Regions from separate parts of the Zea mays genome. Here regions 1 and 2 are each linked to region 3. The links are chromatin contacts, called in public Hi-C maps. All regions are on one chromosome and are shown on one strand. Each heading gives the region's core, a stretch centred on a gene start, on an enhancer-like site or on the middle of the called end of the contact. The rest is flanking DNA. Distances are from core to core; before and after follow the strand shown.

What was found. A called contact is a pair of places that touch in the nucleus more often than the background predicts.
Region 1: a contact with region 3 is called in a Hi-C map of tassel, with 4 times the contacts expected there. The contact joins the promoter of LOC100285843 here to the promoter of LOC100284160 in region 3. A contact is called at or near these places in 5 of 25 Hi-C or Micro-C datasets (bundle sheath, ear, leaf and 1 more).
Region 2: a contact with region 3 is called in a Hi-C map of tassel, with 2.4 times the contacts expected there. The contact joins the promoter of LOC100383258 here to the promoter of LOC100284160 in region 3. A contact is called at or near these places in 5 of 25 Hi-C or Micro-C datasets (bundle sheath, ear, leaf and 2 more).

What each region holds. Positions count from the first base shown.
Region 1 is chr2:201,173,186-201,177,635 of Zm-B73-REFERENCE-NAM-5.0, forward strand. It overlaps LOC100285843, which reads left to right and starts at 2,948. Exons shown (of 3, transcript NM_001158733.2): 1 at 2,948-3,467; 2 at 3,563-3,698. The coding sequence starts at 3,109.
Region 2 is chr2:201,948,733-201,953,196 of Zm-B73-REFERENCE-NAM-5.0, forward strand. It overlaps LOC100383258 (putative subtilase family protein), which reads left to right and starts at 2,764. Exons shown (of 11, transcript NM_001175919.1): 1 at 2,764-3,077; 2 at 3,187-3,281; 3 at 3,397-3,494; 4 at 3,641-3,799; 5 at 3,911-4,022; 6 at 4,118-4,464. The coding sequence starts at 3,012.
Region 3 is chr2:201,442,782-201,447,064 of Zm-B73-REFERENCE-NAM-5.0, forward strand. It overlaps LOC100284160 (mediator complex subunit 10 CG5057-PA), which reads left to right and starts at 2,824. Exons shown (of 5, transcript NR_182039.1): 1 at 2,824-3,122; 2 at 3,298-3,358; 3 at 3,457-3,559.

The sequences.
Region 1 (4,450 bases), core at 1,698-4,197, 270 kb before region 3:
GACGACGTTCGCCTTCGTCTCAAACGCGAGGTCGACGCCCGACGCGCCCCCCGTTGGGGCGCTGGGGACGTTGACTCGCTCGACAGCCGGCGAGGCGCGGCCTCCCGCTTGGCCTTGGTCGCCCCGCCTCCTCCTCCATTGGCGGGGGAGAGGACGGGGCAAGCTCGAATGTTGTCCTTACACCACGCGGGGAAGACGTCGTCGACTCCGCCGCCGACGGGCGGGCTGTCGGCCGCTATTGTCGTTGTCGCGCGGCGGTGGAAGGAGTATCATGTCGTAGCTGCCGTCGAAGGACATGAACTCGAGACTCCCGAAACGGAGCACCGTCCCGGGTCGGAGAGGTTGCTGGAGACTGCCCATCTGGAGCTTGACGGGAAGCTGTTCGTCAACACGCAGCAGGCCCCTACCTGGCGCGCCAACTATCGGCGTTTCGAGACCGGGGGGTCCCTCAGGCCGACGAGTGAGTGCCGCGTGCCCCAGCCCAGATGGGTCGAGCGCGTGGGCGAGCGCGAAGGGGGGGAAAGGAGCGAGGCGGCCGGAGTCCGGCGTGAGAGAGGTGGGAATCCCGCGGCCTTCGTGTTCGTCCCGCGCCCAGGTCGGGTGCGCTTGCAGTAGGGGGTTACAAGCGTCCACGCGGGAGAGGGAAGCGAGCGGCCCCAAGAGAGCGCCTGTCCCGTCCTCGTCCCCGCGCGGCCAACCTTTTCTAAGAGGGCCCTGGTCCTTCCTTTTATAAGCGCAAGGAGAGGATCCAGGTGTACAATGGGGGTGTAGCAGAGTGCTACGTGTCTAGCGGGGGTGAGCTAGCGCCCTAAGTACATGCCGATGTGGCAGCCAGAGAGATTTTGGCACCCAGCTGGTGTGGTGTCGTGGCTGTCGGAGGAGCGACGGAGCCTGGTGGAGGGACAGCTGTCGGAGCGGTTGAGTCCTTGCTGACGTCCTCCTGCTTTCGTAAGGGGGCGGAGAGCCGCCGTCGTCACAGAGCATGCGGGACGCCATCATTGCCTATCTGGCGGAGCTAGCCAGATGGGACACCGGTCTTGTTCCCTGCGGCCCGAGTCGGCTCGGGGCAGGGTGATGATGGCGCCTCCTGTTGACGTGGCGAGCCTTTGCCCTAGGTTGGGCGATGTGGAGGCTCCTCCGAAGCCGAGGTCGAGTCTGTCTTCCATGGCCGAGGCCGAGTCCGAGCCCCTGGGTCGGGCGAGGCGGAGGTCGTCGGCAGAGGCCAGGGCGGAGTCCGAGCCCTGGGGTTGGGTGGAGCGAAGTTCGTCGTCTTCTGGGGCTGAGCCCGAGTCCGAGCCCTGGGTCGGGCGGAGCGGAGTTCGCCGTCTTCCGGGTCTTAGCCCGAGTCCGAGCCCTGGGTCGGGCGGAGCGGAGTTCGCCGTCTTCCGGGTCTTAGCCCGAGTCCGAGCCCTGGGTCGGGCGGAGCGGAGTTCGCCGTCTTCCGGGACTTAGCCCGAGTCCGAGCCCTGGGTCGGGCGGAGCTTACTATGGTGCCTTTGGCAGGGCCTGACTGCCTGTCAGTCTCACTCTGTCAAGCGGCGCTGCAGTCGGAGTGGCGCAGGCGGCGCTGTCCTTCTGTCAGGCCGGTCAGTGGAGCGGCGAAGTGACGGCGGTCACTTCGGCTCTGCCGGGGGGCGCGCGTCAGGATAAGGGTGTCAGGCCACCTTTGCGTTAAATGCTCCTGCGATTCGGTCGGTCGGTGCGGCGATTTAGTCAGGGTTGCTTCTTAGCGAAGGCAGGGCCTCGGGCGAGCCGGAGATGTGTCCGCCGTTGGAGGGGGGCCTCGGGCGAGACGGAAATCCTCCGGGGTCGGCTGCCCTTGTCCGAGGCTAGGCTCGGGCGAGGCGTGATCGAGTCGCTCGAATGGACTGATCCCTGACTAATCGCACCCATCAGGCCTTTGCAGCTTTATGCTGATGGGGGTTACCAGCTGAGAATTAGAAGTCTTGAGGGTACCCCTAATTATGGTCCCCGACAGGTATGTCCCGTTGAATGTCTCCTTTCGCAGGGGTCTTCAGGGGGAGAACTTGGGGAGTTGGTATGCGCTAGTAAATCGGGTAGCGGGGCTTTCTTTAAACCCTTCGAAAGATACTTTCAGATGGAGCTTGCATCAAAACGGGAAGTTTTCCTCCCAGTCTATGTATGCTGCATTGATAGGGAGGGAAATATCTCGGCAGGAAACTCTCATCTGGAAACTTAGGATCCCATTGAAAATTAAGATCTTCTGTTGGTTCTTAACACGAGGGGTGATTTTGACAAAGGATAACTTAATCAAAAGGAAATGGAATGGGTCAAAAAGTGTGTGTTCTGTTCCCATGATGAAACCATCCCACATCTTTTTTTCGACTGCCACTATGCTAGATTTCTTTGGCGATCGATCTACTTTACCTTTGGTATTAGAGAACCAACTAGCTTGCAGGATATGGGGTCTTCTTGGTTGCAGGGGTTCAATAAAGACACAAAGGCAAAGATATATGTTGGAGCCATAACTATCTGTTGGGCACTGTGGCTTAGTCGAAATGATGTGGTTTTTGACAAGAATCCTATTCAAACTTACTTGCAGGTACTCTTTCGAGGAACCTACTGGTGTCGTTTCTGGGGACTACTCCAAAAGCGTGAGGAGGACACCATAAGGATTAAAGATGCTTGCAGGGTACTGGAAGCCACCACGATGCAAATCTTAGCAATGCACGGTTGGAGCTTTAGAAACAGGCTAACTAATAGCTAGTTCTCCAGGTCCCAACTGCGCTTGGGTTTGTTTGCCGCTTGTGGCTTCTTTCGTTTTTATGTCAGTACTTGTGGTTGTTGGACGACTGTCATCTTTGATATAGACCGGGAACCCTTTTTCCTATTATCTAAAAAATAACCTCACCGGTAGGCACGACACTTATTCAATTTTAGTGTACTTCAAATTTAGCATACTTCAATCGCCCACAGCGGGTCAAATCCAAAGTTCGACGAAAAGGGACCAATGTCGATCGCCATAAAAGCCGTCTATCTCGATCTGGACGGTACAAAACCCTGCACGCCTCCCCATCCACCTGTCACTCTTACCGCCAGCCCCACATCACGGAGCATCCCCCTTAATAACAGCAAACTACCACACCCATGTCCACCTCCGTCTCCGCCGCCGCCGTTGCCGCTCTCGTCCCACCCCTCACCGGCCGCCGGTCGCCGCCGGCATCTCGCGTACCGCAGATTTGCCGCAGAAGAATCAGATCCAAACCCCGTATCTTCTCTTCTTCCCCCTCCTTCCCCATTGTCCCCGCCGCTGCCATGGCCACCGGCGGCGCCGCCCCCACCGCCTCCGATGCCGGGTCCAAGAAGAAGTTGCTCATCTTCGACTCCGAGGAGGATCTCGCGGTTTCTCTTGCGAAGTACACTGCGGAGCTGTCGGAGAAGTTCGCGGCCGAGAGGGGTGCCTTCACCGCCGTGCTCTCTGGCGGATCCCTCATCGAGGCACTCAGGTTCTTTGACTTTCCTTGCACTATTAGATATAGCTCCTTTCTTTGGGTCATCCGGGGGACCAAGTAGATATCTCTCGTCGTCATTGGTTTCGCAGGAAGCTGACGGAGCCGCCGTACCTGGATTCAGTGGACTGGAGCAAGTGGCACGTCTTCTGGGTGGATGAGAGGGTCGTGCCCAAGGACCATGTGGATAGCAACTACAAGCTCGCCTATGATGGGTTTCTCTCCAAGGTATTCTCGGGAATTTCTTGTTCCTGTTTGTACTCGTTTCAGCCTTTCTTGTTACCTGATTGGTTAATTGGAAGACATATTGCAAATCCAAGTTCATTCATGAATTCGCAATGCTTTTGCATCATGACAAGGGGATTATTTCCCCCTTTAAGTGACTTGCTAGATTCTTTTGTGTAAACCCAGCTTCCTTTTCCTTGTTTATTTTTTAGCTATTTGACTTTTTTCTAAAATAAATTATTTATTCAGTAGGGGGCCCTCCTGTTTGTTTAAAAAATAAAAGGAACACAGAACCTGTTGTAACAAGGTTCCAGTTATACTTGGATAGTGCAAAACGAAAACCATGAGTTCTGGTGTAAATGAAATGGATGCGAACTGTAGTGACAACTTATTGTACTGATGGCGGTTAGTAATCATTTAGGAGCATACCAACAGGTGGTGGTATCTTTTATGTGATGTATTATGCTTAGTGAATAATCTGTCCTCGTGCCCCATGGGCAGTGGCAGAGCATGCGTGCATGTGTGTTCAATTTCTGTGCGACAACTGTGCTTAAATAAACTCTAATATCTAAATTATTCCTGTAGATTGCAGTGATACACAAAATCTTTTACTTGTTTACCTTTGCTTCGTGTTTCGTGTTAAATTTCTGTTTTAGAATCATATGCAAATGTGAAATAGGTCATGGTATGGTCTTTCAGAAAGAAACATGTATTGGAACTTAAACAAAACTTAGTCGGCTTCATGATACAACTGT
Region 2 (4,464 bases), core at 1,514-4,013, 510 kb after region 3:
CACAGATTTGATGTTCTCGGCAGTTCCTTCTCCTGTGTTGTTGCAACTGGATGTGATTATGTGAACGACTCTACAAAAGTTATATACCATGTGCTCGATAGAATGCCGCTGAGATATCTCGTACAGGAAGCCAGTCTTAATTCCTATGTAGCACGACAATTTGATGAAATTGCTTTTAAGGAAAGGTATGCGATGTAATATACTGACCGCCATATGTGCAGTAAGTGCAAACATGTTCAACTCCTATCAGCTAACATTCTATTCCCAACTTATAAGTCTCTGTGTTTGACATTTGGTTACTCCATGCTATGCAATATACTGACTGACATATGTACACTAAGTGCAAACATGTTTAACTTTATCAGCTAACATTCCATTCCCAATTTGCATATAAGTCTATGTTATTTGACCTTTGGTAGCTTCATGCAAATTCAATTTTATGACCTTGTATGCATCTGTTATGGAATGTAGTATGCTTGCTACATTGATTTGGAGTCTGGAACCATATTAGGTTTGAAGACTAAAACAACACCAAATATGCCCTCCAGGGTCAACGTTTCTATATGTATTTTATTTGTGCTTCTACGTACGTAATGTTTAATTGAATGTTGTAGGTGTGGTTTTGATGTTTATATGATTATATAGTGTTGTTCATCTTCAATGTTGCCAAATCTTGCATCACTCCCGGCTGATTCTACCGTTAATAGTCTTCGAAGTTGTAGGATGTTTATTTTTATATGCCCAGATAATTATGTATATGTCTATTCAGTCTTCTTAAGACAATTTGTGTAAATATACCTAATTTTAGTCGTCGAAACAAGCGTGCAGAACTAGCTCTTGTCATAATTGACCTAACTGTGTTTTAGATAGTTTTGTTTGCTCTAGAACCAACTATTGATCTATCTTTTTGTAACACATATGAATAGCTTGCTGAATTATCACTTATATTATAAAATATTTATGTACATAATATTGTTGTCACTAATATTACAAATTCTTTTTACGCGCAGGGCGCACGTCAAATACTAGTGTGTAAAAAAAGAACGAAATGGTTAACCTGCTCCTGGCCCAGTGATCAGTTGAATGCGCTGACGGTTGAATGGTCGTCTGTGCTGCCAGATCCCACGGTTGAATGGTCGTCTGTGCTGCCAGATCCACGACCCAGACCTGGTCTTGTTTTCTCCTATGTCTATTGTCTTGACCAGGGATAAACAATAGTTCAGTCTTAGATCATCCAAATCTACTAACACCTTAATGACTTAATGTGGATGTGGAGTACAACTGAAAGCAGCGGGTGGTGGCGGGTGCTCTGGCTGGTGTCATGCTACTCTGAAAAGTGTTCTGTTCATTCATGAGGCATTAATCTGAGCATTGACCTGAAGCAGGCTAGGCTATGCACTGGTACCGCCTCCATTGACGCTGCCATTCTGTACTTGAGGCTCGCTGGAAACACACACAGAGAGAGAGAGAGAGCAAAAAACCGCTGCAACCAACTTTTCTCAGATGATTTGTACAGTACAAAAGGTGCAAACTACTTTTCACGGAGGAAAGCAGCCGGTCCCTGGCGAATGGTGAACATCTCCTCTCAAACGGTCAAACCCTTGTGTGGCGAACGAGGGGACGTGGGGCGGCGGCTCCTGCCCTGCGAGGCTGCACCCCCACTGCCGCCTGCCGCTCAGTAAGCCTGCTGCCACTCATCCAAAGTTCCAAACGCATGGCATTGGCATCCACTACTGCCTGGGGTTTGAACGTTGAAAAGGCGGACGAAATCTAGCGACGTGTGCTGCTGTAAAAGTTCCAAAGCATAAAAGCAGCATGCCCGGCCATTATCTATTTTTTTAATCAAAAGGTGAAAGAGGCACCCACTCCGGCCACTCGTGTTAAAGTCCACACTGCTCGGTCAACTGGTTGTCTCTGTGGTTGGTGCTGCGTCTCCGCTTATTTTGTTTACTCGATCCGATGTCACCAGATCTACACTGGAATGTTTCTATTTTATCCTTTCCTGGGACCAATGGTCGGTCTACTCACTGCCTAGCTAGGAAGTATATATAGTATCTTATGCAAAACCTCTTCATCCAGTTTGGCAATCATCACACGTGTGGTCCGACGCCCACGAAGCAAGGATCCTATAACCCGTCCATGTGTCGAGACGAGAGATTCCATGTACCTGTCGGGCACGTCTCCGCACTCAAAGGGAAGGGAAGCGAAGCGAGATCCCAAGAAAAGCCCGAAATTAACTTGCAAAAGCAAGATAGACGGCCCACACACTGGAACACCATTTTATTTTAGCAAGTGCTTGTGCTCGGGGACGGGGTAGGTGCCCGCGAGCCTAACGCAACGTTCGCCGCAACCTCTTGTTTGTGGTAGTCAAATTTTTTCCTTCCATCCACTGATCCACCCATCACGAAAATGCGGAGAGAAAGCAACGCGAGAAGGGACCGAAACCCTCCACCACGGGCGGGGCCGGGGCCGGGGCCGGGGCCACGGCACCCCCGCAGCCGCCGCACCGCGTAAGCTTGGGTGCACTCGGCGTTCTGGCGACGAGCACGACGCATTTGGCCCAAGCCAACACCACACGAGTACACGACCACACCGGGGGTGCGCGCGCGCACGCAGAGAAGAGAACATTTTGCTTTGCAGCCAGAGGAGAAGGATGGACGGGGTCGACGTCGACGACACCAGTCAGTCAGTCACTGAGCCAGCATCTCCATTAAAAGAAACAGAGGGCGACCGACGACTGGCACGTCGCTGCGTCAGGACGGGGAAGAACAGAGAGTTAAACAAACCTATCCGCGCTGCAACAGTGCGGTGTTTGAATCCAATCCAGCCAGACAGCCGAGAAAGCGAGCAGCCTTGTTCCTATACACTGTAGTCTAGTTTAGCTCCCCCCTCAAACCACTCCACCCGGTCCGTTTCCCGTCCCACCCGCGTCAGCTTCGTCTTGCTCTGAGCTGCCGGCGACCTGCTAGCTAAGCTACCTCGCTCGCACCTGGAGCCTGGTGGCGGTGGCCATGGCGGCCCTGCTGGGCCTTTTCTTCCTGCTGCTGCTCCAGCTCGGCCCCTCTTCTTGCAGCAATGTGAGCGACCCTGAACTGAGTCCTGGTGGCTCAGCTTCCCGATCCACAACGACCACGAGCGGTTCTTGCCTTGGCTCTTGCTTGAATGACGCGGTCCCGTTTCCTGCAGGTGTACATTGCGTACATGGGAGAGAGGAGCCCCGAGCTGCGCCCGGCTCTGGTCCGGGACGCGCACCACGGCATGCTCGCCGCCCTCCTTGGCAGGTGAGAGGCCGCCGCCGCCACTCGTTATCTTGCATTGGTCCAAAGCCTGGCGATTGCCTATCTACGATGCCCGCGCGCCCCTAACGAGTCAGTGTCACGGTGTCGGGCTCTGCAGCGAGCAGGCGGCCAGGGACGCCATCCTTTACAGCTACAGGCACGGCTTCTCCGGGTTCGCCGCCACGCTAACGGACAGCCAGGCGGCGCGGCTCGCCGGTGAGCTCCTCAAACTTCACTTGTCTCTTGCTCTCTGGTTGGACCTTCCGCTTCCGTGTGTGTTTGATACTGTGATGTTGACGAAACCCCTGCTGCTGCCTGCTCTCCTGTGTGTTCTGGCTCAATTTTGAACGGCGGCATCGAAGATTCGCCTGGGGTTGTGCGAGTGGTGCGGAACCGTGTTCTTGACCTGCACACCACCAGGAGCTGGGACTTCATGCGAGTGATGAGTCCGTCGCACTCGGCTGGAATCCTCTCAAACAGTAGACTCGGTGAGGATTCCATTATTGGTGTGCTAGACACTGGTGAGGCGATTTCCCTTCATTTTTTTTCTTTCTTTCTTTTAGTAACAGCTGGGATTAGGACTGACATTTCAGTTCGAAGTCTGAGGTATCCTGGTGGCTCGCACTTTGCAGGAATATGGCCAGAGTCGGCCAGCTTTAGAGACGACGGCATCGGCGAGGTTCCACGGCGGTGGAAAGGGCGATGCGTCGCCGGGGACAGGTTCAATGCTTCCAACTGCAACAGGTCTTGCCTGCAAAAGATTTTATAGCTATCGTAAATGAGGAGGAATTTGTGCTGGTGGTTGTCCTGGTAGTGACTTCAAATTCATGATAGGATAGGAAAATAATAGGCGCGAAGTGGTACATCAGAGGCTACGAAGCCGAGTACGGGAAGATGAACACCACCGACATCTACGAGTTCATGTCCGCGAGAGACGCCGTCGGGCACGGCACGCACACGGCCTCCACTGCCGCCGGCGCTCCGGTAGCCGACGCGAGCTTCAGGGGCCTCGCCAGCGGCGTCGCGAGGGGAGGGGCGCCCAGGGCAAGGCTGGCGGTCTACAAGGTGTGCTGGGCCACCGGAGACTGCACCTCCGCGGACATCCTCGCTGCCTTTGACGACGCCATACATGACGGCGTCGACGTGCTCTCGGTGTCCCTGGGCCAGGCACCACCGCTCCCTGCAT
Region 3 (4,283 bases), core at 1,574-4,073:
ACGTGTTAAGTGTGGGTGCAATTTATTTGGTGGATTTAGTGGAGGTTACGGGTGTGAGAGTGATTTGGTTGAGTGGATTTTGCAAGTTTAAACTAATAAATTATATAGTGGTATAGATATAGATATATTCCATCAATACTAGAGTTGCTTTAACAAATTCTTTTATGTTTGATGGAATTTACAAAAAAAATATAAATAGTCATATACGAAAATATAGTATAATTTACGGTATGCCAATGACGCCAGTTTTTATATTATAAATCTTGTTGTTTTTTCTATATAGATAAAATTTAACTTAAAAGTGACTTAAAAATAACTCTTGGAATCACGATATATGTACCGCGGTCAAAAGCTACATGCCCACCTGACGTCGCTTCACGACGTTTACGTCAGCCGTGTCGTCTGGGCGGCAGGCAGTCTCTCCGATCTCTCGTTCTCGCGCACCAGCACCACTCCGTTGGTTGCGCGTTCACCTCTCATGCAGTGCAGTGGCGTGACGTCCACACTCCACGTACAGGCAGCAGAGCAGGTGGCAAACCGAAGCATCTGGCTGGCGCGGGCCAGGTCACGGCGGAAGCGGACATGACATCGTGCGCGCGCGCGCGAGAAGCCCATTCGAGCCCGGCCACCAAGGAACGAGCCGATCTGCGTGTAGATTCTGCGCTATCCGGCACGGTGGCGATCGATCGATGCGACCGCAGCACGACCGGTAAAATTATTGTAACCACGGGCGGGCGCGCGCAAAAAGCCGCGGATCCGATCGGGTTGCGAGCGAAGTATCGACGCCCGAATCGCGCGCCTCGGTGCTCCCTGCGCCGGCCGGCCAGCGATCCTGCGTCGTAGAAGAAAGTAGTGGCGACTGGCGGTGGCGGGGGCGAGTGCGCGCTCGACGACGATCTCCGCTGCACTCCTGGCCAGACGCGACGGGACGATGGTGCCACGCGGTACGGTCGCGCCATCGTCTGTGCATCGTAACAATAATGGAGTTACTTTCGCCGGACTGGACTGATCTCGCGCGGATGATCAGTCGGCGCGGCGCCTCTGTCGTCGTTCTCGGTAGGTACGCAGCAAGCATGCAAAGCAGTGCGCTGCTGCAGGTAGCTCCACGGTTGCTTGAACGCTTTGTCATGGCCGGCCGGCACGTACCATTACCAAGCAAGCTGCCCATGCCACGGCGGACCACGCTAGCTAGCCCTAGCCTAGCTTAGCTTAGCTAGGGGAGGGAGGGAGGGAGGTCGCGGAGGTGTCCCCCCCCTGCACTGTTTCGTCGGCACGCACACGTACGACGAGTGAGACCGACGAGCACACCAATCACGTCGGTCGGCCGGGTCGTTGCGAGTCGGCGTCCGTCCGATGGGCGCCCTATTTTGGGCCGCTTGCCGATGACACGACGCGGGCCGGCCCTGTGGTACAGCCTGTACGACTGTACGAAGTGGCATGGCGGTCGGGTACGTGACCAGTAGCCCTGACTGCTGGTGACCAGTTCGTGCGTCGGGGTCGGCCGGGCCAGCAGAGCAGCCGAGGGATGGGGAGTGATGGACGTCTCTCAGCCAGCCTCCGGCACACTGACACGACACGAGCGGTGAAATCATGGCATGGGCTCACGTTATCGGGCTATCGCTCACGTGCTGGTGCCCGCTGGCGCATGGGCTTCACCTGGTTTTGTTAAGCTCAGGCAGGTAGGTACTCCTCAGATCGGATCAACCTGTCTCCCGCCCTCTCCTCACTTGTATGTATGTCTCTGCTGTAAAACCGATACGCGAGGATGATCTCAGTGCATGATCCTCAGTTTCTCCTCCACCACCGCAATCGTCAGGATTCAGGAGTCCGCTATCAAACCACAAAGATTTGTATAAGCCGCTACAAGTTCCAAAATAAATTCTTAGAGATAGAAAAATCAAAATAATTTTTTTTTAGATTTTGTCAAAACATCTACAAAAAGCTTAAAACAATGGCTTTAGCTACATAAAATTAGAAACATTCAAACTGACACCTAAACATGTATCAAAAACTTCTCATAATAAAAAGATAACACACAACCAACATGAATGCTTATATCATTAATGCATGTTACCTTCATGATGGTTGAATCTTATATTTTTGTAGTGTTTTTAAAAAACACATTTAGGCATCAATTATAATTATTTATTTTCCTTTAGATTTTTGGTTTTTTTTATTTCCCTAGGACTAAATTTAGCTGTTTGATTGTTTCAAGCTTCTAGACACATTTTCACTAGATCTAATTATTTTTATTAGGTTCACCATATCCTAGTATATTTTTATATACTTTTTCGAAACTTAGAAGGTCACATAAATTTTATGTGAATTAAAAAAATGTTAATTAATTTCCAGTTCTTTCATTAAATACGTTAAAACATGTTTAAAGGCGGTGCAAAATAAAAAATATGTAATATAAATGATTTTAACTTTAAAGAAATAAATATGTCAGTTTGTGAAGTTTGAGGAGAAAAAAAAATCAGATACAACAATAATTCAGTGAAATAAAATGTACTTTTTTCGTTAAGTAATGGAGTGAAACGTCGATGGCTGTAAGCTGGCCTTCATCGAAGTCGGCCGCCTCAGCCCAACATTCAACATTGACTCAAACTATGCAAGCCCGCTTTACCACTCACTAGGGGTAGAAAAATCAGCATCGGGCCGAATTTGCGCAGCTTCCCAAGTGATGTGGCCTCAAATCGGAAGAAAAGCAATTGAAAAAACTTTGGACAAGCAAGCCCATTAGCCAACTCATGATTTATGAATGGTTCGGCCCGGCCCGAACCTTCGACGGTGGCAAAATAGCAATTTTTTCCCTTTCTCTCCGACCTCCCCCCGTTTCAATCAAAATGGAAAAAAGTTTCCTCCCTTCCCCTCTCTTCTGAATCCGGCATCACCATGCAGAACACCGTCGCGAACCCTTCCACTGCGGCCGCCGCCGCTGCGGCAGGGAACGGCGGCGTCCAAGCATCGGGGGCTGGAGGGGAGCGGCCGGAGGACGCGTCGAAGCAGAACCTGGCGCAGGTGACGAGCTCCATCCAGAAGACGCTGGGCCTGCTCCACCAGCTCAACCTCACCGTCTCCTCCTTCAACTCTGCCTCCCAGCTCCCCCTCCTCCAGCGCCTGTGAGTTTCGCGAGATCATTCTATTCGGTTCCTCCCTGTCCTACGGCTTTGCCTCACGCTTCTCTCTCTCTCTGTGTGTGTGTGTGTGTGGTTGGGGGGGAGGGGGGGGGGGGGCTGTAAATTTTAGCACTTAGGGTTTGCGTTGCTATTGACTGTTGTCTGGGTCGTGGCTTAGGAATGCGCTTGTGGCGGAGCTCGACACGATGCAGAAACTCGCCGAGGGGTGCAACATCCAGGTGCCTATGGAGGTCGTCAAGTGAGGTCCTTGATTTCATAGCTTCATTCGTCATTCGGCCCATCTTTAGCTCTTGCCCTGTGGTTCGTGTGTTGTTAGTTTGATCGACGATGGGAAGAACCCCGACGAGTTCACTAGGGACGTGCTCAACAGCTGCATCGTCAAAAACCAGATCACCAAGGGCAAGACTGACGCTTTCAAGGTATGGATGCATTGGATCCTCTCAACCATTGCAGAGATTGGTTGACATGGAGCTGCAGCTTCTGGGTACAATTAGGATTATAGACACACGTTTGCATGCAATGTAGACAATTTTGAACTAGGAGTTAGCTGTGGAGCCACAAAACTGTTCTGCTGTCTTACTTTCCATTAATGACGATTCTTTAACTTGTTTTTGTTTTGTTACAAGTTACAATTCTTTACGCCGTCCTCACCGGTGGTGGTAAATGGGCGCGCAAAACTTTGTTTGGGAACTACACACTGTAGATAGAGTGGAGTTTGAAATAGGTGATGAGATAGACCCTCACTGGTGGGATAGCCTTAGAAGGGCAGGCCTAGTGCAGTGGTGACAGCTGTCTCATTGAGTCACCAGGTCGTGGTCGAAGTGGTCTCTTCGCATTTGCGGGTGGAAGGATTGACTCGTTTGTCCCTTGCCCAGACCCCAGTCATGTGGGAGCCTCCTGTACTGGGTCTACATTTTTTACAACCAACAATTCTTTGTCAATTAAGGAAGATTAGATTATTCCATGCTATTTGAAATCCATGTTTCTTGTAATGAGTAATGTGCATCACTAAGACTGCCTGTCTGCCTAAGTGTATTTTTGTTCTTCTCTGGAGTCATGCTCATGTAATTTAGTTGCTTGTGATATAAGAAATTACAAGTTTTAGGGAATACTGATATGTGTCCCTGTCATGGTTTCTTGGAT